Regions from separate parts of the Drosophila melanogaster genome. Here regions 1 and 3 are each linked to region 2. The links are chromatin contacts, called in public Hi-C maps. All regions are on one chromosome and are shown on one strand. Each heading gives the region's core, a stretch centred on a gene start, on an enhancer-like site or on the middle of the called end of the contact. The rest is flanking DNA. Distances are from core to core; before and after follow the strand shown. Region 1 holds the start of CG12177. Region 2 overlaps Set2 (SET domain containing 2). Region 3 holds the start of Mur11Da (Mucin related 11Da).

What was found. Hi-C and Micro-C count contacts between places; a contact is called where the count stands out from the background.
Region 1: a contact with region 2 is called in a Hi-C map of the Kc167 cell line, with 6 times the contacts expected there. The contact joins the promoter of CG12177 here to the enhancer-like site in region 2. A contact is called at or near these places in 6 of 107 Hi-C or Micro-C datasets (the Kc167 cell line, the S2 cell line, pupal leg imaginal disc and 1 more).
Region 3: a contact with region 2 is called in a Hi-C map of the Kc167 cell line, with 2.9 times the contacts expected there. The contact joins the promoter of Mur11Da here to the enhancer-like site in region 2. A contact is called at or near these places in 8 of 107 Hi-C or Micro-C datasets (the Kc167 cell line, the S2 cell line, cellular blastoderm embryo and 3 more).

Annotation. Positions count from the first base shown.
Region 1 is chrX:13,678,359-13,681,659 of dm6, forward strand. It overlaps CG12177, which reads right to left and starts at 2,040. Exons shown (of 3, transcript NM_132683.2): 1 at 1,538-2,040; 2 at 497-943; 3 at 1-395. The coding sequence starts at 1,795. The coding sequence ends at 12.
Region 2 is chrX:13,419,927-13,423,422 of dm6, forward strand. Set2 (SET domain containing 2) reads left to right here. Exons shown (of 4, transcript NM_132660.4): 2 at 1-378; 3 at 443-605; 4 at 671-1,098. The coding sequence ends at 829. Among named protein-coding and RNA genes, the nearest start is that of Set2, 8.4 kb to the left of the region's middle. Within about 2 kb of position 1,350, at least 33 of the 39 cell types and tissues checked have an H3K27ac peak or open chromatin away from gene starts, as enhancers often do. A contact at or near this core is called in the Kc167 cell line, the S2 cell line, cellular blastoderm embryo and 4 more, where this site is marked.
Region 3 is chrX:12,966,397-12,969,884 of dm6, forward strand. It overlaps Mur11Da (Mucin related 11Da), which reads left to right and starts at 1,492. Exons shown (of 3, transcript NM_167344.5): 1 at 1,492-1,738; 2 at 1,836-3,175; 3 at 3,236-3,488. The coding sequence starts at 1,513.

The DNA.
Region 1 (3,301 bases), core at 790-3,289, 260 kb after region 2:
GAGATATGGATTTATTGAGTGTCGCGGAGTAGGGCGCCGTCATCCAAGCCGGCGATCCATTCGCAGATCCGTTTAAAGAACTCGACATCCACCAGCTCGATAATGCGCACGTTCTCCGGATACTTTTCGCGCTCCCGCAAATGATCGAGAACCATCTGGCCGCGAGTGTGGGTGCCCCGCAGATCCACGGTGGCGTGCCAGGTGTTGTGCCTCCGGATCAAGTGATCCTCGAATAGCCAAACGGCCACGGCAATGGCATCGCATGGATTCCACGTATCGATCCCGTACTGCTCGATCATTGGCAGCCACTGGGCGGCTTCCACCTGGTTGAGCATGGTAATTGCTGGATGTCCGGCTTCCTTGGCCCTTGCGGCGAAATCCTTCAGGCGCCAGTTCTGCAGAAGAAGAGGGATTAGGTTCGGGAATACCATAGAGTATTTCAACTGCTGGGGAAATGCTAGAGCCCGAAACAGAACCCAGGATATGTTTAACTCACAATGTGTATATTGAATCTCTCCGGGAGGCAGGCCTCCCACGGCAGTATGGTGATGGGACAGCGTGTCCTCAGCAGCACCGTGTGCGCCGCCTCCGGATCCGAGTGAAAGTTGAACTCCGCCGAACGCGAGGAGTTGCCCACGCCCTGATAGTTGCCGCCCATAATGAACAGATCACGAAAGTTATTCCCAAACTCCGGACCGTACATCGTATAGCCCAGGGCAAGATTCGTCAGCGGGCCCACGGCAAATATGGTGATCTGTTTGGGCCTGGAACGGCAGAGATCATGGATGGCTGTCACTGCGTGCTCCGCCTGCACGATGTCCTCCAACTGAAGAGCGCAGTCGTCGGTGAGACAGTCACCGAATCCGTCGCGGCCATGGAAATACTTTTTTTCATCCTCCAGAGAGGGAATGAGGGCATCTACGGCGCCCAGGTATATGGGAATCTGGAATTGATAAACAATGGTCAAATGCAAATGCAAAAAGCGAAATAATTTCAAAAAGAAAGAAAAATTCAAAAATATTTCTATTCAAATATTCGAATAGTTTTTGCGACAATGAATGGCGTTTTGGAATTTCCCAACGGTGTGAAATCAACATTTTAAGCAATCGGAACAAGAAAAACGTTAAAAATGTCACGTAATATTAAACGCCAAGCAATGCTAATTATTATTTTTATATAAGCTAATGTGGCGTTGTTTTTAATTCTTAAAAAAAAAATATATAATCCAATTCGCACATGTTCATAAATAAATATTTGTACAATACTGATTTGTTTAAATATTTGCACACACGACACTTAAACAAAAGATGTTCACATTGTATTGGCTTGCGTTTTTGATTGTAAAGTTTTAAATATATTAAGTAGGCAAGAACTAATATGTGGTTTGTCACAAAGAATTCAAAAAAAAAAAACATTTACACACCTGATATTGAGATTTCTAGGCAATATTATGTTATTTTAAAATAAAAACCACAAATCACTTGCGAATCGAATATCGAATTTTTCTCTCTGTGCACTTGAGTTTATTTATATTTACATCTGTGCGCTTGCAGGCATCCAGAATCCGTCGCATATTGCGTGCCGCATTCTCCCTGCTGGTATTGCCGCATCCCATTGTGGTGATGGCCAGCAGATGAATCCCATGGCTCTTAGCCGCATGCAGAAGCAGGAGCAGTGCCCAGGCATCGTCGCTACCCCCATCACAGTCGAGGATCGCGTATCTGGGCGATGGTGCTGCTGCTACTCCTTCACCGCCTCCTCCTCTGCCGTTTTCCACTATGCGTCCGTCCGCCATCGCCGGCAATTGTTGAATGTGCCCGAACAGCGGACTACGGACTACCCATATAGTATGCACATACGGCAATCATCTGGTCGCCTCCGCCGCCGGACTTCGTCTATCGGCTCGCCTCGGTTATGAGTGTGCCTCTGGCTCTGGTTATGGTTCTGGGGCATGGGTATGGGCATGGGTATTACCAGAGCACCATATCACGGAATTTCATAACGCTCGTTCTCCGACTCAACTCAACTAAACTCAACTAAACTAAACTAAACTGAGCAGCTGACATGTGCGGTGGGCGATAGCGATACTCGGTGGTATGTCACCATGTGTGCAATTCAATTCATATCTGTGCTGTATTTCACGTTCGCGCCCAGCGAGAACGGGACAAACGGATAAGATGTGTGGGAATACTGTCACCCATCTGGTCGGCCATCGAATGCCCTTTCCTTAAGCAGATGTTACCCGTTGGGCGGTCGGAGTTTCCTTGATTACCGTTAAAAGGAAATATAAATCGATGGGATATATGGTGTTTTATTTATCATAAATTGGCTAATAATGATCATACGACGAAAATAATGACAGTTTTATATAGATTTTTACCAATGCTTTAGATTTAGAAAATAAACACTTTGGGTAATTTTTTTACATTTTTTTAAGGGGTAGATTTCATCAAAATTTGCCAAAAATTGGCTAAAAATTACAATTCCTGTTTTTGAATGCAGTTCGATTGGAAATACGAACTCAACGAGGTATTACATTTCATATTTGGGCTATTATCTTAAATATTTTTTATCAAAACAACGATTATGTCTTTCACAAAAATCAGAGAAACGATTTTAGGCAAAAAATTCAATATTAAAGTTCACTTTTTTGAGTATAACTTGACTAAAAATGGTCACACAGCAAAAAAGATTACCATTTTATGCTCCTTTTTGGCCATTCTAATCATCCCTATCATTTTTTGAAAAGTTTGGAAAAATTTATTTTTTGGTGAATTTTTCCATTTTTTGTAAGGGGTATCATCATAAAAAATTGCTAAAAATTGGAAAAAATTAAAATTCCCAAATTTGAATGCAATTCGATAGGGAATTGAATTGCGAACTCAACGAGGTATGCCACTCCATATTTGGACGAATATTTTGAATGTTATGGCTAAAAAACTGATTAGTTTTGGCCAAAAAATCCGAAAAGCCAAGAATTCGATTTTTACTACTGCTATTTTCTTCATAACTTGGCTTAAAATGCGCACATTGGTTAATAAATAACTGTTTTATGTAGCTAATTACCACTTCTAAAGATTTGGATCACTTTTTTCAGGATTTTCATGTATTGATTTTTTGGTAAGTTTTTGTTTGTTTTTTGTAAGAGGTAACAAAAATTGCAAAAAATTAAAATTTCTAAATTTTCCCATTTATGTTATGGCAAAACATGTGTTTTTTTGCTAAAAAAAAAAACGGGAAACTAACTTTTGTCAAAAATAGATATTTGAACAGATTGAACAGATATCTAATGAAATTATGG
Region 2 (3,496 bases), core at 100-2,599:
GGAGTCCCGGAAGTACAAGGAGAACAAGGAGAAGATCCGGCGACGCAAGGAGCTCTACCGACGACGCAAAATCGAGGTCCTACCGGATGCGGTTGACGAAATTCCTGTTCCTGGCAAGGCACTACCTATTCAGCCCTACTTGTTCTCTTCCGACGAGGAAGAAACTAAAGTCGCAGCGATCGAACAGCCCGCCGCTGAGGAGGAGCAGGATTCACTGAACATGGCACCGAGCACCAGTCATGCCGCCATGGCGGCTCTGGGCAAGGCAGTGGCCCAGCCGACTGGATTGGGGACGGTTGGCAAACGTAAGCTACCAATGCCACCGAGTGTTACGGTGAAGAAGCATCGCCAGGAACAGAGGAGCAAGAAGGTCAAGAGGTGAGTTTGCGTTTGGTTGATTGCTATACTGTTGGGCTTATTCTAATTACCTGTGTGCTATCAGTTCCCAGAGTCCCCTGACCGCAACCAGTGCACGCGAGGCCCACGAGAAGTTCCGCTTTGAGATAAGCGGGCATGTGGCCAATTTCCTGCGTCCGTATCGCAAGGAGAGCTGCACGCTGGGTCGGATCACCAGCGATGAGGACTACAAGTTCCTGGTTAATAGGGTGAGTTGTGAACATTCGTTTCTTGCTGCGCATTTCCTTTATCTCGACTCTCTTTCCCCGAACAGCTAAGCTATCATATTACCACCAAGGAGATGCGGTATTGCGAGGTCAGCGGGAATCCCCTGTCCTGCACGGAGTCTGTGAAGCACAAGTCCTACGACTTCATCAATCAGTACATGCGGCAAAAGGGGCCCGTCTACAAGAAGCCGGCGGAAAACGATTAGAAAATCAAGAAATTGTGTTCTTCTGCGGCACCAGAAATCGAACCTGAACCAAATCCCACACGGAACTAGAACTTTAACTTTAGATACGAATTTAGTTAAGCACATTCGACCCCTAGGATGCGATCTACCCCTCGTAGTGGGTAGCGTTTTAAGTGGGGGCAGCCAAATTGTACAGTTAATGAAATGGCGTAAGATGTAAGTGGAAAAATTCACAATACTTTTTGTTTCTTAAAATTGTCTAAAATTTCTAATAAATTCGCATTTTCATTATTATTTTCATCGACATTTATTAGCTGACAAACAATAAATAAAACAACATAAAATGTTGTGAAATTCTCATTTTATTGTGATTTTGGTAGCAAGAAATATAAAATAATTAACATGGAAAGAAAAGAGATGGTATGCTAGTTATGTATGTCATTCCAATAAGAAAACTGCTTGCACGTAAAACTGCTTACTTCACAAAGCGTACAGTAGCTGAGAGCTGTACTAAAATGTTATCCTTAGTGCTTTCCAAGTTGTGTACTAAAATACATCATATTGTGCAGTTAACTGCTTGCCTGTTACTAACATGCAGTAAAGGCGCAAGTCCAAACTGCTTGGCCACTTGGCGCGCATTTTGATTATTCATTCAAACATTTATTGTATTCATTTTGTAAAAATATTCCTATTTTGGAAATTAAATAACAAAACTTTTAAATTATTAAAATGTTATCGAATAAAAGCAACTTTTATGTACTACTTGCTCAACTAAATTTCGTATCGTTTCGCAAAATTCTTTATTTATTCATAATCTATTGAGTTGGATTTAATGTGAAAAACACAATTGCATACGCATTGTTGTTCGGTTTTTTTTTCTGGCATTTGAGGAGCGCTTTTCGGTTATTAAAAATTCGCCATCAGATCGACTGGGTAGCCACACCAGACCAACAAAAAATCACTCCATCTCTGTGGGCGGTCGTATCTGCCGGCGGCAATCTCTGTTGGCCAGTGGAAGCGATGGGAGGAATGTGGCAAAAGCCACGGGTAAGTGGGGCATGCAAATCTCGGGGTTTTCGTTAGGGGGGGGGGGGGAGGGTGCAGTGTGCATTTGTGGCGGACGTCGATGTGGCAAATTAACCGCACAAAGCGGTGGCAATATGGTGAGCGGGCGAACACGTGACTTGGAGCATTAAGCAATTTGCCAGACGGATTGTTGGTTCTGTTCATTGAGCGCCTAAGCAATTGAATTAGCCTTTACCCTTTGGACAACAGGGATCCCGATCTCTGGCGCTTCTCTACGATTGGAGGCGATTGGAGTGTACTGGCAGAAATTGTCACTAGTTTCAAATTGAATCTATATCTGTTGAGTTATTTTTTATCACGAGTTGAGTAACTTTGTCTGTCAACAAAAATGTATATTACAATTGTTTAAATTGATTAAAAAAAACAATACTTTACAGTATATTCCTTAAAATGTTTAAATTGCTCAAATAGAAAGTACTCAGAATGATTTGAGTGCAATGGGCAGCAGGAACAACAAGTCAAATGTAATTGCCAGCAGCCTGACCTCTTGACCCATCTACACCGCCCTCGCCCCCGCTGGCTCCCCTGCCCCCTTGCCCTCTTGCCCCTTGGCCAATTTGGCCCCCTGGACATGCAATAAACACATACGAGTGCCAACGAGTTTACAGTTTCGATTATGGCCAGCAGACTTTGGGCCAACAGCTTCAGGGACAACTTACCGCCTCTTGAGCTGATTTGAGTGGCTTGAGGAGAGGAAGAGGAAAGTAGGTGGACTTTTGAGATGCTCAAATATATTTATAAGACTTTTATAACTTTTTTGCCAAATGCAAGTCGCTTTAATTTTAAAGCAAAATAAATCATAAATGTTTTTGCAACAACAAGTGAAATAAATCCATTGACACTAAGTACAGCAGAATGCTTGCCCGATTGAAATTCGCATTAATTAAATTACCTCACAAGCAATTGCCCCCGGATATCTGAATGTTAACTATTTGAAAATTAATGCGAAAGTGTTCGGTTGGAGAAGTCGACTTGGCGGGGGTCGGGGTCGGGGTTCGGGGTTAATGGCGGGTGTGCGATGCATCGTGACCTGTCACTCGTTGACATATTGACTCATCAATTGCAGGCTAACAGCTTTGACAATACTCCAAACGGCAATGACAATTGCCAACCCCAAGACGAGTCCACGAACCCACCAACTGTCGGCAGGGGAACCAAAAACTCCGCTCCCAGGACACTCGGAAAAATCAGTAAAGTTTTTGACTACAAATTACACGATTATTGGCTGAAAAAACGAAAATAATTATCCAAATATAGAATGTCATACCTCGTTGAGCTTGAAATTAAATTCCTAATCGATTGGCATTCAAATTTGGAAGTATTAATTTTTGACCATTTTCGCAAATTTTTTAATGATGTTACCCCTTATTGAAAATGCAAAAATGTACACAAAAACTAATTTCTTGCAATCCGCTTAAAAGTGATAGGACTAGTTAGCATTGGTAATTAGCTGCTCAAAACAGTTTTTATTTTATCAATTGGACCATTTTTAGCAAAGTTATGATAAAAATTCCATTTGTAAACATCAAACTTTTGGTAAAAAGTCGTTTTTTCGAATTTCCGTATTAAAATAATCAATTTTTTAGCGAAAACTTTATTAAT
Region 3 (3,488 bases), core at 242-2,741, 450 kb before region 2:
ATTGCAATTGTTTGCTGCCACACAATCGCCAGTCATGGGCGAATTTGTCTTGGGTCTTAGCCTTAAGCCTGGCAGTAACAAATACTTGTGCATAAACACAAACACACACACACACACGTGTTTGTGTGTGACACAAGGATGCTATCCTGCGCACTGCTAATTGAATCAGAAACCGCACCATGAAATCAGCAGGCAAACGAAACGGCCAACGCGGCGGATGCGCAATGCGAAATGAAAAAGGGGACTATTTTAGAGCATGGCAAAGGATTGCCCACCAGATTGATAAATCCCCAGGCGGAATGCCTTTGACATAAAAAAAAAAGGACACGAGTGGGGCATACATTTATGCGATTCCTGAATAAATCATTTAGTTGCAGTGACCGTCTTCTTTTTATATTCTGTTTTTATTTCAACCCAAAATAAATACGCTTCTAATGTGTGTGTGCGCACGCGGTTGTATTTGCGTGAGATTTTTTGGACATGACAGGATGATTGTTTTCCTCCGGAACCCATGGCGTATGAGCAATATGTGTATCGCGTAAAATAAACAATACTCACACAGCGAAAAGCCACACGAATTAAGGAAATTTGCCGAATGAAGCGTGCAATTAAATGTAATTTAATGTTCTCTGTTTACCTCGACGGCGGGGTGCCTCACGTACTAATATGTTTCGATCGAAGTTTACGACTCGATGTTGGCGTCTTGACTGCCGAATCCTAAAAACGATCAAATTGCCGAGTAACGCGCTAAAATTCACAACACTTGAAACTAACAAAAAAAAATTGAGAACGGACTTCGAATCCCGCGACCGTTGTGTTCGCCACAGCAACCGGTTGGCAAGTGAATAAAAAAATTCACAACGATGCTAGGAAAACCGACGCGAAGGATTCAAATGGGCAAGCAGTTCTCGTCCCACTGCTTGCCGAAAACTGTTATACATAAGTAAAGTAAAGTTTTTTTTTGGTCTTTTGAAAATGGCTTGTTTAAGTAGCAACAGCACGTTGTGCTGGCAAAAAATATAAAATCTCAAACCACAAAATTATTCCAAAAACCACGGTGAAAGGTTTTATCAAGTTTTTCAACCAAGAACGTTTGCTGCACTGCTTCCAGAGCTTTTGGCATAAGCAGTGCAAATTGCTAAAGCATTGTGACAAGCAGTGCTTTTTACTTTAGATTGCGGGGGTTTCGATTTAAAATTGTTTCGTTGTACTCCGATTCAAAAAATATGGGGGACTCTATATCTGAACCACGGCCAGGCAACTGAGACGAGACCAAAGAAAGAAAATTCGAGAAGGTGTTATTTATATATACCTTTTTTGTTTGAATTTCTAGTGGTTACAATGGAAATGTTGGTCTGGCACGTATAGTTCCGATAGACAGACGCCGTCTGCGGCTGTTGTTTGTAGTCATTGTTGTTTCTCCAGAGATTTACCTTTGAGAAGAACAAGTCGGTCGTATAAATAGTTGTCGAAGGGTAAGGTGAAGTCATCAGTTACACACCGACCTTTACAATGTTGAGAGCGTTTGCCTTTACTGTCCTGCTTACAGCTTTGACCTTGTCTCAAGGACATGGGGATGATTACCTGAGATTTCCAGATCCCGGAAACATTCCGAGATACAACCAACGACCCTGTGGTCCCCGAGTCTGTGGCAAAAGTGGACATTGTTATCGCAGCTTTGAGAGCATTTGTGACTTTAACGACTACAACCTGAAGATGATATTCAGTGGACAAGAGTGTAAGTATTATAGCAGTTTAAATACCATGACTTATAATTATATAATAAGACTATAAAATCATTGTTAAATAATGTGTTGTTTATTTTGTTCACATAGTATTCGAATTGACAGAACCGATTTATTGCCAACCGTCGCCTCCACGGACGAAGCTTGTTGATGTTGGCTACTATTTCAATCACCGGAGCTTGTTAGTGGCTCAATCGCAGCCTTCGGCCTATTCATCGCCTATTCCAAGACCCAGTTTTACCCAAAATCCGAAAAATATTGAACATTACGACGCATATCCGTCATCAGATTCTTATGGGCCAGTTCAAGACTATGAACTTCCTTATCCGGTATGGGCATTTAAACGGCCCCAAGCACCACCTAGAAGTCCCCCCGTCAGTTATAGACCTCCTTATTGGTACTATCCAACAAGACGGCCCGAAATAACAAAGCCATGTTACGGAAGAACTACGACCGCCACAAAAGCTCCTGTCACCACTACCACAACAACGGAGGCATCTACAACGACGACTACAATTGAACCATCAACATCAACAAATGCGGCATTTACAACAACAACAAGCACTGAAGCTTCCACAACAACAACTACGGAAGGAACAACAACATCTACAGAGCAAACAACAACTACTAAAACTACATCACCATCAACATCTACAGAAATATTAACAACAACCACCGAACTCACGACATCAACAGAACCAGCAAGAACAACTGAATCTACAACAACCACAATTGCAGATTCAGCTAGCACAATCACTGAACAATCTAATACTACAGAGCCAACAACAACCGCAGAGCCCACAACAACCACAGAGCCCACAACAACCACAGAACCAACAACAACCACAGAGAACACAACAACGACAGAACCAACAACAACCACAGAGCCCACAACAACCACAGAACCAACAACAACCACAGAGAACACAACAACAACAGAACCAACAACAACCACAGAGCCCACAACAACCACAGAACCAACAACAACCACAGAGTCTACTACAACCACAGAACGTGTTACAAATACAGATCTAACGACAACAACGACCCTCTTAACAACAACAAAATCACAAACATCAACGGACCCATCAACAACAAGTTCTACAACCGAACCTTCAACGACAACCAACAGAAGTTCCTCATCTACAACAACAACGACCGTAACAACAGAACCTTCAACGACCACGACGGTTTCTTCCACAACAACTACAAAAGATCCAACAACAACAGAATCTTCTACGACAACTACGACCGTTCCCACCACTCTTGCCGAATCGTCTACAGTAACAACAACCCTGATTTCGAAAACAACGACTTCGGAACCTTCCACAACATCTTCAACAGATTCTTCCACAACCACATTAACTACAGATGCCCCATCAACGACAACATTATCCACTGAAACATCTACAACAATTAACCCGGCTGCTGTAAGTACCATATTTAAAGTTATAACAGAAACAAATAATATTTAAACACTTTTCTGACAGGTCAAACCTGTAACTGTTGAGGTCACCAACGAGGACGGACAAATAGTAGATTTCGAATTGGCAGCCATGGCTGTGAATCCGGAAACAGGGGAACCAAATTGTGCAGAGGTTACCAATGTCCTGATAACCACAGGTTCAAGGATTGTATTCCAATTCTCTGGTTGTATTGTGGCCAGGGTTGCCAGCAGAACTATCATTGAACCAACAACAACGTCCAGCACCACCGTAGCAACCACAACCCAGAACACTCCCC